2 separate regions of the Sus scrofa genome follow, and region 2 is linked to region 1. The links are chromatin contacts, called in public Hi-C maps. All regions are on one chromosome and are shown on one strand. The core of a region is the stretch at or near the end of the contact, and the rest is flanking DNA. Distances in the headings are between cores, read along the strand shown. Region 1 has its middle 280 kb from the start of ESR1. Region 2 has its middle 35 kb from the start of ESR1.

Region 1 (7,847 bases), core at 3,717-6,216:
ATCTTGTTGACTCCAGTTTCAAGTTGACTTCAGAAATGGCTTTTGGAAAGAGCTTTCCACATCCTTCCCACACTCATTTTTAACCTTTTTTGGAAGGAGAAAGGCTCTTAGAAACGAAAGCCTGAGTGGTACCCGGGAATCAGCCTGCTGGAACAGAGGTGCGTCTCATGGATTTGCATTGCTGAGGCCCCCCGCTGCCTCACCAGATGGGGGTCCCTGGGGACATCACGTCCTCAGACGTTGCTATCTTCTTAGCTGGGGGAGGAGGAGGGGACTTGGGCCTGATGATGCCTGACTAAGTTCACAGACCATAAGCCAAGGAAAACGTTGACCAGCTATAGGTTGTGTCCTGTGTGTAGGCCCTTGACCTAAGAACGGGTTTCGTATTTAGGGGGGTTGTAAACCAAGACCAGACACAGGAAAAATTACCTCCAGCCACACGAAGTAAGATCTTTACTCTCTGGCCCTTTTCAGGGAAAATTTGCCAACCAGGAGGTGGAATTGGTCGTGGAATTATTAGAGGCGGGGGCTGCGCTAGATACGACCCTGAGCCCCCCATACTCCCTGCTCCTGACACGACGCCTGGGAACGACACCCCCACTGGGTCGGCTCAGCACTCGACCTACTCTCCCTACCTCAGTCCGGCTGCCACTGGGGATTCTTCCCCTGAAAACACTTTCGTGGCATCCATGAAGCGTTCTTTCTTTGCTCCCCCATGGTATTTTTGTTGTTGTTGGATTTTGTTGGGGATGAGGTGGGGCCAGGGCTTTCGTGTCTGTCTTTGGAATGGAACTGGCATCTTCTTGCATGAGTAAGAGGCACAGAGGGTTCTGCACATCTCTCGGCCTCTCGGAAATTGCGTCGTTCAAAGTCCTAGTTGGGGCGCCCGCCAGGTCAACGGTCCTTCCTGTTCCCTCAGCTGCTTGGGTGCAGACATCAGGCAAGCAAGGCTTTCTGGCCCCTCTGCAGGGTTTTTTCTCAGGGCTGGGGGCTTCCCATTGGCACCAAGTGTGCACACGTGGCTTCCTGGAACTCAGCAAGAATGGGAAGCATGGGAGCAGGATGGTGACATGGTTTGGCAGGTGATAAACCTTGTTTGTTCAGGGTCGGGCCTCCTTTTGATTGGCTCAGAGAAGTCCTGGCACCATTTCCTGGGGGCTTTCATCAAGCAGTCTCTTCTCTGGGTGGTCTTTGTGATACCCCAGAGGTCGGTCTACGCAGTCCCAGCAGCTGCTGAGAGCTAGAGTCTCTGGGGTCACAGAGGGGTGGGGACTGGGAAATAGGAAGCCTCTCCTGTCAGAATGCTTTACTGGAAATGGGACACAGGACATTTGAAAGATTATCTTCCCACTTCTATGCAATCAGAGAAAACACATGAAAAATCTCCACACTGCTCTAAGCTCTCTGAAAGAGGCTTTCCTTTGCTTTTGTAAATCAAACCCAAAGCTTGGCAGCTTTTCCCATAAGAATAAGTCTGGAGCCACCTGGGGCTCTGTCTTTTCGGGGTCCGGGTCTTTCCACTTTCTGGACTCGGGTTCCCGTGATCCTAGGCTAGAAGCAAGCAGTTGGTACCAACACTGCCAAGTACTTAAAACCAGCTTCTCTACCAAAACCTCCTCCCTTTTCATAAACCCCCTAAGGCTTTTCCTTACATACAAATTTTTTTTTTTTTTTTTTTTTTAGCATTCACAGATAGGTCGAATTGTAAAGATTGTTAGTGGGTGTTTTTGAATATTTAATGATAAATTCCAAGGTGAAGGAATGGGTCATTTGCTCTAGTTTTGTTTGTTTGTTTTTGTTTTTTTGTTTTTTTAAGATTCTATAATTTTATTAACTATACTTTGGTAACACACACTTCCCCTCTTAATTCTTTTTTTTTTCCCCCACTGTACAGCATGGGGATCAAGTTACTCTTACATGTATACATTTTTTTTCCCCACCCTTCGTTCTGTTGCAACATGAGTATCTAGACATAGTTCTCAATGTTACTCAGCAGGATCTCCTTGTAAATCTATTCTAAGTTGTATCTGATAACCCCAAGCTCCCCATCCCTCCCACTCCCTCCCTCTCCCATCGGGCAGCCACTTGCTCTAGTTTTTAAGCTGGTCTTAGTGAAGCCTCTAGCAGCCCCGTTGTGGTACCTTCAGCCCTTCCCTTCATTTTGAAAGAAATGCTGTCTTTTCTGTGGTTGAGCCCAGCGACCCTCTGCACCCAGGGTCCAGCAGGGCCTGGACCACCATGCAGAGCAGCTCCCAGAGGCTGTGGCAAGAGCCCCTCCTGCTGGCTGCACCATCCCCTTGTCCCTGCTGTCCCCCAGCCTGTGGTCTGGGTCCCTGGGTATTGACATGTGCTTTTTGGCTGTAAATCTGGAAATACTCAGGAACCTTTATAGCTTTCGCTCCATGGAGCCTGAATTCGTTCAGTCAGTGCAGTGTTTACCAGCTCACAAACCTCTCATTGGCCTTGACCACAATTACTGATTTCTCAGTGAAGTGGTATCTGATGACAGGTTGCAGAGCTGCAGAAAGGCCTCGGGGAACACTGAGTCTGGGATGATGCCTGGGGCCCTGTCTACCCCACGGCCATCTGGGGGACTGGCTCCTGGCAAAGGGTCCAGAGATAGCTGTTTTGGAGTCCCTTCGTCTGCTCTTCACGGGCCTGGCCCCTGAGGTTATTTCATACCATTTCAAAATCACTTTTGAAAACCTTTGCCCCAATGCGCTTTTTTTTTCTTTTGCTTTTCAGGGCCACACTTGTGGTACATGGAAGTTTCCAGGCTAGGGGTTGAATCGGAGCTGCAGCTGCTATCCTACACCACAGCCATAGCACTGCCAGATCCAAGCTGCATCTGCAACCTACACTGCCGCTCACAGCTACACTGGGGCCAGGGATTGAACTTGCATCTTCATGGATACTAGTTGGGTTTGTAACCCCCTGAGCCACAAAAGGAGCTCCACCCCACAGCTTCCTTGCTTCTGTGTGTTTTATTTTATTTTTGGTCAGTTCTACACAGATACCCAGTCCCTAAGCTGTGGGCCGCGGCCCTGATCCCGGGCCAGGAGCTAGGAGCCGGGCTTTTGGCTAAAAAGGGAAGGGAGTGAACCTGGCCCGGCTACCATCATCCTGAAACAGGTCCTGCTGCCAGTGAGGGTGCCACTGCCTCCGACATCAACATCTCAGGTCATCAGCTAGAAATAGAGCTTCTCCTGATGCCAAGGGACAGACGAAAATCCCTCCTCAGTTCACCCGCAGCTCCTGGCAGAAACCCGGCGCAGGGAGGGCGCCTGGGTGACCTCAGAAACCAGGCACGCTGGCAGCAAATTCCAGGGGCATTAGCAGAAGAAGTGCTGCTCAAGAGGGGGAACATGTCTCCAGAACTCGAGGGGCGAAGCATGAAGCATGCTGCCCAAAGGCCCATATTTCTTTGAAGCGTCACATTTTTGCCTTAAAAGTTCATGGGAATTTTTCCTTTCTACTCATAAAATGTGAAAGCTTGTTTAAATTCAAAACTTAGCACTTTCTCTGATCTTAAGTAATATTTCATATGCACTCTGAGACTTCAAGTAGCCCTCAGGAAGCCCGAACCCTACCAGGTGTCCCAGATTATCTGGAGGCCGTTCCGGTAGAAAGTTCTCTCTCTTGAATAAACATATCTCCCCCGGCTTTAGAGCTACTCTTTCGGAGGTAGTTACAGATTTTGCAATTTTCAGCCACCATGCCTGTGAATTTAAAACCAGGCTTTTATTTATTTATTTATTTATTTATTTACTTACCTTTTTAGAGCTGTACCCACAACCTATGGAAGTTCCCAGGCTATTACCGGTTGAACTGGAGCTGGAGCTGCCAGCCTATGTACACCACAGTCACAGCAGCGCCAGATCCGCGCCACATCCATGACCTACACCGCAGCTTGTGGCATTGCTGGACCCTTAACCCACTGAGCAAGGCCAAGGATCGAATCCACAACCTCATGGTTCCTAGTCGGACTCATTAACCACTGAGCCATGACGGGAACTCCCCCCAAACCAGCTTTTTTTTTTTTGTCTTTTTGCTATTTCTTTGGGGCCGCTCCCACGGCATATGGAGGTTCCCAGGCTAGGAGTCGAATTGGAGCTGTAGCCACTAGCCTACACCAGAGCCACAGCAACACGGGATCCGAGCCGCGTCTGCAATCTACACCACAGCTCACGGCAACGCCGGATCGTTAACCCACTGAGCAAGGGCAGGGACCGAACCCGCAACCTCATGGTTCCTAGTCGGATTCGTTAACCACTGCGCCACGACGGGAACTCCCCAAACCAGCTTTTTAATACACGTAGTCCCAATACTACAAGTTAGAAAATTTTGCTGCCCCAAGGCATCCACTTTGTATTTTTTGAGAAGCAAATCTAAACATGGCAGTTCTGAATCTGAATGTCCCCAAAGGCTTAAGCACATGTCCCATTGGAGAAGGTGGCCTGGAGCCAGTGTGTGAGTTGATCCACTCCCAGTCAGGCGTTCCAACTTTGAACAGACTCCGCCAGGTAGATTTAAAGTTCTGCAGATTGCTCAACCTTCTCCCCAGAGCTCGCTGAGCACTGGAAATAAACACAAGGCACACGTAGACAACGCTGCCCCTGAGTAGCCCGAGAAGGACAAGCAGAGCCAGACAAGGGATGTGGAGTGGGGCGGTGGGGCTGCTGCTTCCAGCTCTGGCCCAGTGAGGAGACTGATGAATCCTTGCTCCAAAACATAGCTACAAAGCTGAACAAAATGACAAGTCCCTCCATTTCGGCACTCTGCAAAGTGACCCAAGGCATACGGCGACAGAAGAGGCGTCTGTGCTTGAAAACCTGCTTAACTTTGGGCACGAACAGTGTGAATCTGTGGCATTCTTGCTCCCACCCCCCACCTGCACACTTCGGTCCGCACCAGAGCGGGACACAGCATAAGGACTGACGACGCTGCTGCTCTGGCCACGGTCCCAGACGGCTGACCTGATTTGGTGGATGAGCGGGCAAGGCCAAGGCCAAGGCCAAGGCCGCCATAGCCTGAGGTTGTTGGCAAGTGCCATCCTGACTGTGTCTGTGGACATGGGTCGCAGAGACTAGAAAGTGCTCCCACTAGCCCCACTCTCCCGTCCGATCCTGCAGGCAAAAGCTGGGTCAGCCTTGAAAATAGCCTGAAAACCAAATGTGCCCCCCATCTGCCCTCAGAGTCATCAGCAGAGGATAGAAGCCTTACGGGCTCCAGGTGTTGGGCCATGTCTGTCCGGTCACTTGGATAACCTCTGAGTTCTCCAGACACAGGGGCAGCTCCCCTGAAGGCAGCCTTGAAAACCAAAATGAGAATCATCATTTCAGAACCTAACAGAGACCAACTGCTGGTGGAAAGACAAACTTTACCTATTTAACTGCAGGTGAGTTCCTGGACACAGGGAAAACCCAAACAACAATGGAACACAACAGCAATGACCGTAGGGGAATCAGAATGCAGGGGTGCTGTATTACAGTGTCTAAGACATTGTTTTCAAAAAAAAAAACCAGATATGCAAAGGAAATGGAAAATGTGAGCTATACTCAGGAAAAAAAGAGATCAAAAGAAACTGTGGAAGTTCCCCTTGTGGCTCAACGGTAACGAGCCCAACAAGTATCCCTGAGGATGCGGGTTCAATCCCTGGCCTTGCTCAGTGGGTTAAGGATCTGGCGTTTCCATGAGCTGTGGTGTAGGTCACAGATGTGGCTCGGACCCCATGTTGCTGTGGCTGTGGTGTAGGCCAGTGGCTACAGCTCTGATTCGACCCCTGGCCAGGGAACTTCCATAGGTGCGGCCCCCCAAAAAAAGGAAACAAAACCTGTTGTGTGTCTCCCCAGATGCTGGATTTAGCTGGCAATGACCACAAGCAACTATTATGAATGTGTTAATATATCTAACAGAAACCATTTTTTTAAAGAGTTAAACACGACAACAGTGAATCAACAAATAGGGATTCTCAATGAGGGTAGAATTTAGAAAAGCATTTTATTTTTTGGCCATAACCCCAGCACACGGAAGTTCCCAGGCCAGGGATTGAACCCATGCCACAGCAATGACAACATGAGATCCCTAACCAGTAGGCTACCAGGGAGCTCTAGAAAAAAAATTTTTTTTTGTCTTTTCTAGGGCCGCACCTGCATCGTATGGAGGTTCCCAGGCTAGGGGTCTAATCCACGCTCTTGCTGCCAGCCTATGCCACAACCACAGCAATGCCAGATCCCAGCCGTGTCTGCGACCTACACCACAGCTCACGGCAATGCCGGATCCTTAACCCACCAAGTGAGGCCAGGGATCGAACCCGCAACCTCACGGTTCCCAGTCGGATTCGTTAACCACTTGAGTCACGATAGGAACTCTGAAAAATTTTTCAAAAAAGAAAGATCAAATTTTATGCTGGAGCTGAAATGGACAATAACTAAAATGAAAATTCACAGAAACAGCTTAAACTCAGAGTCAAAATGGCAGATGAATCCATTCCCTTGAAGACAGATGAATAGAAATTACCTAACTTGACGAATAGAGAGGAAAAAAATAAATGCGGTGTAGGCCACCAGAGCCACAGCAACATGGGATCCTTAACCCACTGAGCGAGGCCGGGGATCGAACCGCATCCTCACGGACACCATGTTGGGTTGTTAACCCTCTGATCCACAACGGGAACTCCTTAAGTTCTTTAAAAAATATGAACACACAGGTAGCTCTGAAAAGGGAAGGGAGTCTGGAACACTGGAAACCAGGAGAGGAGTAGGATGGGGATACAGGCACACTAGAGAGGTTTTTGAGCAAACATGTAGGTTTTAGATCATCCATTCATCCATTCACTCATTCATTCATAAATAACTACTCTCTTAAGCTTCTTTCTTCTGCCTTACAAGGACGGGGTTGGGAGTAGATGTTAGAAAACAACTTTTTTTTTTTTTTTTTTTTTTTAAAAAGCAGCCCCCTCAGCATATAGAAGTTCCTGGGGCCAGAGACTGAATCTGAGCCAAAGCTGCGACCTACACCAGCTGTGGAAACATCGAATTCTTAACCCAGGTGCCACAGCAGCAATTCTAACAACTGCTCTTTTAATGAGCGTCTCATATGATGTTCAAAACCGCCCTGTAAATTAGGGGTTACTCTCGCTGTTTATCAATGAAGAAGCAGAGGCTCTGAGAATTCATGGCCAGCGATCACTAAACTTGGATGCAATAGAGCCAAGAACTGAGGCCATCTCTGCTGCACCCCAAGGTTCATGCATTCCCTCCTATGCCTGGCAGGGGGTAGGGGAGGGGAGAGGTGGGAGGGGGACCTGGCATCAGCTCAGCAGTCAGGACTCATTTTGCTCTACAGATGATGTCATCAACCCTGATCTTAGGCAGCCAGTGCTGAACCACTAGTAAAAAGGGAGCTTACAAAAAAACAACCCCCCCACAAAAAAAAAACCAAGGCCAAACATTGTCTTTCATTTAATTTTTTATTTGAACATCAAATAGGTAGAGAAAATTGTTTAAGGTGCTTGAGCATCCCACTGGATTCTTGACTTTTTTTAAGGTGCAAAAGAGGCTGACAAGTGTGTTTCATTAAAGCGAAGCCGCAACAAAACAATCACATCAATAATAGTATGCATTGGCAAAAGGGCATATTAATCCATCAAACACAATTTGGCATTTGAGCCTTTCCCCATAAAACAAGAGCTCTACACTGAAGAATATGTAGTGCACAAAATGCTTTGTTTATACGCTGTGAGAAAACATAAACTGGCATAATGTCACTTATTAATTCAAGTCTCTATGACCAATGACCTCTCTGTGAATGCAAAGGGGTCCATGCCTCAGGCACCTGCTTATGGG
Region 2 (7,847 bases), core at 2,695-5,194, 310 kb after region 1:
ACTACCTGTTGTTGCAAATCTCCATACCTACACCAATTTGATAAACCAGCTGTTAAAAAGCATGGCTCCCCATGGACTATGCCCTGTTGAACACCCACATGTCTTGATGTACCTTAAAAATCTGCACGGAGCATTTGTTACCAACAAAGCCAAAACGAGGAATTTAGGCTGGAGGTGGGAAGGTTAAGCGGTTCATTTAATTAGAAACATTTACCCTTCCTTTTTAAAGCAACCTCCTGAGAAAAGCAGGGGAGTTTTGATTTATCAAGAGAAAATAATACACAGGCAGTATTGACAAATGAATTATTTAAACATATTCCCTTCCAAGTAATTTCTTACTCCCTGTAGTTTTTTTGTCAGTTGTTTTTGTTTTAACTACAAAATAGCAGTTGCTGCTCATTTTAAAAAATCCAAACAATACAGAAGTGTATAAAATAAAAAGGATAATGTAAAAAGTGAAATGCTCTCCTCACTTTCCTAATCTCACTCCTCAGAGGTAATCACGCTTTATAATTAAGCAAACATCCAAACATATATACTTAAATGTTACATATAGAGTGGCTTATTCGAAAATAGAGTTTATTTGACATTCGCACTGTAACTCATTTTTCCCCACTTTGCAATATAGGATGGACTTTCTTCTCTTCATGTCATTCCATATTTCTTTTGAAAGAATGCAATTTTATTTTTTGATCAGTGGTGAAATAGCAACCAAAGGTGTAACTATATGAACGTGGACAGCTAGCCTGCCACAAGATATTCCAGCTTTATTTCTTGTGCAGGACTCCATTTTCAACAGGTTATACTGGGAAAAGTGGAAACTTTAGAACAAAGCCGAGTGAACAGAATTTCCTGTGCTGTGGACAAAGGTGGGGGATTTCATTACTTCCAAGTGTGCAATTTTTCTACTAAGAGAGGATAAACGCTTTCAATTACGTGAATTCCCATCAGGCAGACAACAATAGGCACGGACGTGATTCTATAGCTCTTGAGCAATAAAAAGTATATCACAGACGGAGAAAGGGACAAAGAGAAACAGCTCTGCCTCCATAATAAGGTAGAGAGTGAAGATCGTTATCTGCAAAATGCTCGGAGACACATTAACTGAAAAATTTAAGCAAATAAGTTGTACACTATTTCTCAGTGATTTACAAAACTTCCATAGAAAATTCTCATATAATCCATGCTGCTGGTGCCTATCAGGCATATCTAACTGATTTAGGTGCTTCCTTTGTATTTCCACCTTTTTTTTTTTTTTTTTTTTTTTTGCCCTTCAAACTTTTCCCCCTCTGATCTGAACACTTTTACTTTCTTCTCTTTTTGCTCAGAGACAACGGAAATAGGCAAGCTCATCAACTTCAGGTCTCATTTGAGGTGCAGAGCGATTGCTAGAGTCTTTATCTCTCTTACTCTTTTTTTGCCTCCCATTATAACAGAATAATTGTGAGAACAAATATAATTGATCTGATTTATAATAGCAAAATCACATATATAACTAATCAATTATACCAAAACCTTTTGTCTGAGATAGTCTGTGTTGGTTTAATTCTTCTCTGCTTTGCGCAGATAAACCTAATCACATATACCACCAATCTCTCTTGGAAAGAACTGGTCAGTTTTAGGATTCTTCTTTGGATAGTTTAAATTAAAATGTTTTCACTTGTATTTATTGATTATATTTAATTACAGTTATATTAAATATTACAGTTAAATTCTATATTACAGGTATATATCAATTATACTTAACAACTGGAGTGTTATAAAACAGTCAAAATTATGCCTGTCTTTGTTAGTGCTAATTATACTTTTAATGTTGCATAATAAATATTTCTAGACTGTTTTACCCTAATTTAATAAATATTTATAATGAAATCTCTTCCAAGAAAAATAGAGGTTTTCCATTTTAATTGCACTAACACTCTCAGTTCAGCTCCTGGAAAAATGTAGCAAGTATTGTATAATGTTTTCTAACTCATAAATGAAAAATTAAGAGCACATAATGTTGATGTGACTTGTCCTGGATCTACTAGAATGTCACCACATAATTTAGATCCACAGATCACCCAAGTTGGTTGTTGAGGCAAAGAATTTTCAGCTCACCTATCATGCCCTGTCCCTGTATGCTTCTGTTTTATCCAGGCTGATGTAACCTGACTTCTACCATCCATCTTCAGTGCTTTTCTTTAAAAGTCTTCCACGGACCATCATGCCATCATATCTTATGAAGGTCTTATTTTCCTATTGTTTAGGGAAGGCTTAAAAACTCAATTTCTCCGATTGATGGGAATGTGGACATAAATAGCCAACTTCCGATTTGACATTTTCACATGGACATTTTATAGGAAGCTTGTTATGGACTGAATGTTGTATTTCCTGAAAGTTTATATTTTGAAGTCCTACCTGGCAATGGAATGATATTTGAAAGTGGGGCCTTTGGAAAGTAGTTAGGGTTAGCTGAAGTCAGAAGGATGGTGCCCTCATGAAGTAAACAGTGCCCTTATAAGAAGAGGAAGCACACATGGAAGAGGACAAAGAGTGATGGTGGCCATCAGCAAGCCAGGAAGAGGGCTTGAGCAAGAACCAAATCTGCCAGAATCTTGATATTGAACTTACTGGCCTCCAGAACCATCCAACAAATATTCATCGTTTAAGCCACCCAGTCTATGGTAATTTGCTATGACAACCTGGTCTAACTAAGGCAAACATCAAACCTGGTATGTCCCAGATGGAACACACAATCTATACTCTGTCTATCTCAATCTATTTTCCCTTGAGTGTCCTCTGTAAGACGACATGCCACCCCATTCAATTACTCTTATACTAGAAATTCACTGTTCATTCAGTCACCAAGCCTGTCAATTATGGACCCTAAGTGCTCCCTGTCATTCCATTATTCACAATTTCAACTGCCATCATGACAATCCATAGGAGAAATGAAGATGTTATCTATGCAACAGTGTATATTAAGAACTACGTATTGATGGGGCTATTATTAGGAGAAGTGCTGCTAAATAAATTAGCCTGTAGGATCAGGCTGTTTGAAATGTCCATTTAAATGCTGGGGAAATTCTCCCCAAACCAAGCATTTACATCTGGGTAATTTATGTTGAGCTATTCCTTCTGATGGCAATTAGCCAAATTCAACTACCTCTTAGCAAAATTTCTAGTCCAGAAAAAGTAGGCTTGTCTTCTATTTCCTGTAATGAGTTGGAATATGCTGTTTGTATGACAATTATACTAAAGTGCTCAAGTATAAACTTAAGAAGAAATCAACACAATCCTATCTAATGCCATTGAAAACAGGGACTTATTTGTCTACTAGATGATAAGCTTTGCAATATCAAAGACCTTGACTTGTTGCCTATTGCTTCACTAGCAGTTAACACCAGGCATAGCATGCAGTGACATTTCAATAAATATTTTTCTGAATGTATACACAGCTCCACGGTGTCTTCATTTTATGGTTCTATTGTGATGCAAAATCCAAAGCATCAGCAATAATCAAGATAATGGTTTGAATCACAATTATTTCCAGCTATGAAATCAAGGGCCATTGAAAAAAATCAATTGGCATTGAAAATTGCTTTAAATTTTCTGGACAAAATTTTCAAGTTGATAAACTCCATGTAACATGGCAAGAAGTGATTAATGTGTCCAAAACTTAGGTTTTCCTTGCAGTGGAAACTGCTGGTGCAACCCCCAAATCTATTTCTTTCCTGGAATCCTAGTTTAAATCGTGTATCCCCACTACCACCCTCATCACCACCATCCTCAGCTTCAAAGAGAAATCCCAGCTAATCCAAACCAATCCATTGGTCCAGGGATGCATACACCACTTACGATGAAAGGAATAACTGACATTCCATGCTTTTAGGAAGAGTTTTTCCTCTGTCCCCTTATTGATTTAAGCAGGAAAACATTATTCCACAAGCGAGTGGAATCAATTTTTGGACGGTGTGATGGCCCAGTGTTGGGATGAAGCAAATCGATGGAAAATGGCAGAGCAGAGGTTGTAGAGAAAGTGAGACTTTGATGACATTATTAAGCCAGAGACTCAACCAACTGTGGAGTTCACTGCTCATCTGGAATCCCTCTTAGGTGAGATACGTTTTCTAATTGTGAAAACCAGTATGGGTATTCTGCTAGAATGTATCCTTACTGATATTTCCCTTATAAAAGATAGTTTGTTAAGAAAAGAACTGACAGAGGCTTTTGGAGGAATGTTCAAAATACTAATTATTCTTTAACATTACTAAGGGAAGGATTTCCCATTTAAAGATACACTTGATTGTGCTTTGTATTTATACTGAGAGAACTATCCTGGCAAGGGTAGCGAAGAAGATAGATATTGAAAGAATGAACATTATTCACTTTTTCTTATTCACTAAATATTTATTCAACTGGTTCCTGTCTATGTGCTTTATAAACGATTGCCTTTGATACCCACAAAAACTCTATGACGTAAATAACATTAATCACGTTTTAGAAAAGGAAACTCAGAGAAGTTAACCAACTTGACTTTGATCATGGAATCCCTAAGAACCAGAACCAGATCCCGAAAGTGTCTAGCTTCAAAACTCAACTATTCTGTATCGCCTTCCATAATTACGCTTGGCAAAAATTGGATCTAGTTCCAAATCTGGAAAGCTAGTGGTAAAAACAGTATGTGTACATTTATATGGTGTGTGCACACAACCCTAAACTAGTGAAGACATTGTGCAAATAACACATGGTAGGAGTATAGCAACGCACACAGGCACGTGTGTACACCACACACACACACACACACACACCTATATCTAATTTACCTGTGTATATTCTTAGATATACTGATCTTTCGCCTGGGAATTTCTCCTCGGAAAATAATTCAATACAAGGAAAAAGTATATACATGCTTTTGGGGATGGACAGTTATTATCTTTTAAATTGAAGGAAATGTTTAAATTTTTAAAAATTTTATATTGGAGTATAATTGATTTAAAATGCTCTTTTAGTTTTGGAGGAAATTTTTCAGATTCTAACAATAGCAGACTCTCGGGCAAGATGTAATAACAACCTATTTTATAAATAATGTGGAAATATTGAAAAGGAGTTAAAATGCAATTGTAAGTCAATGAGCAATGCAAATCACGTCTTCTATTTTTTTTTCTTTTGCTTTGTAGGGCTGCACCTGAGTCATATGGAAATTTCCAGGCTAGAGGTCAAATCAGAGCTATGGCTGCCAGCCTACAGCACAGCAACTCGGGCTCTCCCACCCACTGAGCAAGGCCAGAGATCAAAATCACCTCCTGATGGATTCATTTCTGCTGCACCACGACAAGAACTCCATATGTCTTATATTGTAAAATAAAACACAAATTCATATGAAGAGACCAGAGTGGAATCCACATCCCCACCAAAAAAAATAAATAAATAAAAGAGACCATGATTAAGATGGTGGGATTTTGCCTTCATTTAAATTCTTTTTTCTATAGTGCTGTTTACAATAAACTTCTTTTATTTATTTAAGGTCTAGTCTTCCAAATAGATTTTAAATAATTTGGGGGTCAAACCATTTTCTGGAAAGTTTTTAAAAGTTGCTACTAACTAGCTGATCATATTTTAGCTTGGAAACATAATTGGTTTCATCAAAGGGAACCCCAGTAGGGCTACAGAATCCAATAATTCATTATCAATAGAAATTTACACCTTTATAATTCTTCTAGAAACAGCAACATCTAAGAAAATAGAAAACCTACACTAAAACTCAGTCTTCAGCATTGCACCTGAGAAATGAGCCTGAAAGCTTTCCCTGATATTTAAGACCTTTTTTATGGCCACACCAGCAGCTTATGGATGTTTCCAGGCTAGGGGTTGAATCAGAGCTGCAGCTGAGACCTACACCACAGTCAAAGTAATACCAGCTCCAAGCTGCATCTATGACCTACACCGCAGCCTGCAAGCAACACCAGATCCTTGACCAACTGAGTGAGGTCAAGGATTGAACCCACATCCTCATGGAAACTGCACTGGGTCCTTAACCTGCTAAGCCACAATGCGAACGCCTTAAGACATGTTTTGAACAAATTACTAGGCAGTCTCCTTACCTTAAAGCATACCAAATTACTCTTATCAGGGAAAATGGATCAAAATATGGAGAACTGGGTTCTTTCCACACGGCTAGAAATTCCTAGACTTCTACTCTGATGTTAACTAGAATACCAGTCACCAACCCACTTGTCCCTACCTAAAGTTCTTTGATGAAGGGGAAACCCCAAGACACAGGAAGTCTTGGACCATCCTCCTTGGTTTTATAAAAGTCAGGCATAACGATTTTTATTTTGAAATAATTTCAGATTTTAAAAGAAAGATTGCAAAAATAGTACAAAATATCCCCATACATTTTTAATCTGGATTCCCCAGATGTAAGTCAACATTGAATCACACTTACCTTCTCTCACTTACCCACCATCATCTACCTAGCTACATTTTACCTACCTATGTATTCTTTTTCCTGAGACATTTGAGAGTAAGTTGCCAATATGAGTACATATATCCTCCCCAAAAAAGGTTTTTATTTACTTAACCACAATACTCTGATCAAAATCAGTAAATTCACATAGATACAAAACTATTATCTAACCTATAAACGTTATTCATATGTTGCCAATTATCTTACTAATGCCCACTTTCCAATTCAATAGTCAACGCAGAATCACACTGGCATTAGCTGACACATCTCTTTAGCCTCTTTTAATCTAGAACAGCTCATAACCTTGACCATTTTGAAGAGTTCCAGCCAGCTGTTCTGTAGAATGTCTCTCAACTTGGGTTTGTTTTTTTTTTTTTGTTTTTTTTTTTGTTTTTTTCCTGGTGTTTCCTTTGACTCAATTCAGGTTAAGAATTTGGGGCAGGAACACCCTAGGAAGGCTGTGGTTCCTCCTTCATGTACCCTATCAGGAAGCACAGTATTAATTTGCCTTATTCCTGATGACGTCACCTTTGCTCACGCAGCGAAAGTAGTGTCTGACTAGATTTCTTCCTTTCTGTCAAGTTACTACTTTCCCTTCACAATTAAAAAGCATCTTGAGTGGTAATACTTTGAGATGATAAACAACATCCAGTTTCATTATCATGGCCTTGTAAATTAACTATACTTCAATAAAACTTTAAAAAATCCAGGTTCTCATCATATTTTTCCTGGCTCATTTTCACATCCATTGATGATTCTTGCTTGAAGCAATTACTGCTCTGTGCTCTTCACATCTCACCTCCTTCCTAAACACACAGCCCCCTTGCTCAGAGGGCCAATGCAACTCATCCTAGCCCCTACACCATGACTGCGAGGGGACTGTTAAGTGCCCCTTCCTGGTTTGGCCCCCAAATGTCTCATGTTATCCTACAAGGTCTTGGTCAGTTGACTGCAGCATAAGATCTCGTAAAGGACTCCAAGAAGTCTTTTGTAATTGCGGAGCCATTAGAAACTTAAATCTAGGCCATCCCGGGAGTCCTGTGAGCTTGGACGGGGAAAATCTATTTTGATGAATTTTAACTGGAACTCAGCATTCCCTTCATTTATGAATGTGGGCAACAGTTGCAATAGTGTTAGCAAAATGTGGCTTTATCTCCAATAGAAGTCACAGATATTTCACATCACATTATACTTGATGCAGGTATCTTGAAATATATTTATCACTAATTTGAAATTAACTTTAAGTTTTAGCTATAAATCAGTCAATATGTCTTTTTTTTCACATTTACAAATATTATTTTCAATGAAGGTCCATGGGCATCACCAGAATACTAAGGGCTTTGAGACATAAAGCAGGTTATGTTGGATGGAGCTGAACCCTGAGTCATGACTTGGT

The links. Hi-C and Micro-C count contacts between places; a contact is called where the count stands out from the background.
Region 2: a contact with region 1 is called in a Hi-C map of liver, with 2.0 times the contacts expected there. The contact joins two enhancer-like sites. A contact is called at or near these places in 1 of 5 promoter capture datasets (liver), 7 of 47 Hi-C or Micro-C datasets (embryonic fibroblasts, fetal heart ventricle, liver and 2 more) and 1 of 2 datasets of contacts at active chromatin or transcription factors (skeletal muscle).

Annotation. Positions count from the first base shown.
Region 1 is chr1:14,209,580-14,217,426 of Sscrofa11.1, forward strand. It overlaps a transcript of ESR1 not described here. Among named protein-coding and RNA genes, the nearest start is that of ESR1, 280 kb to the right of the region's middle. Within about 2 kb of position 4,967, at least 4 of the 83 cell types and tissues checked have an H3K27ac peak or open chromatin away from gene starts, as enhancers often do. A contact at or near this core is called in liver, where this site is marked.
Region 2 is chr1:14,522,232-14,530,078 of Sscrofa11.1, forward strand. It overlaps a transcript of ESR1 not described here. Among named protein-coding and RNA genes, the nearest start is that of ESR1, 35 kb to the left of the region's middle. Within about 2 kb of position 3,945, at least 1 of the 83 cell types and tissues checked has an H3K27ac peak or open chromatin away from gene starts, as enhancers often do. A contact at or near this core is called in liver, where this site is marked.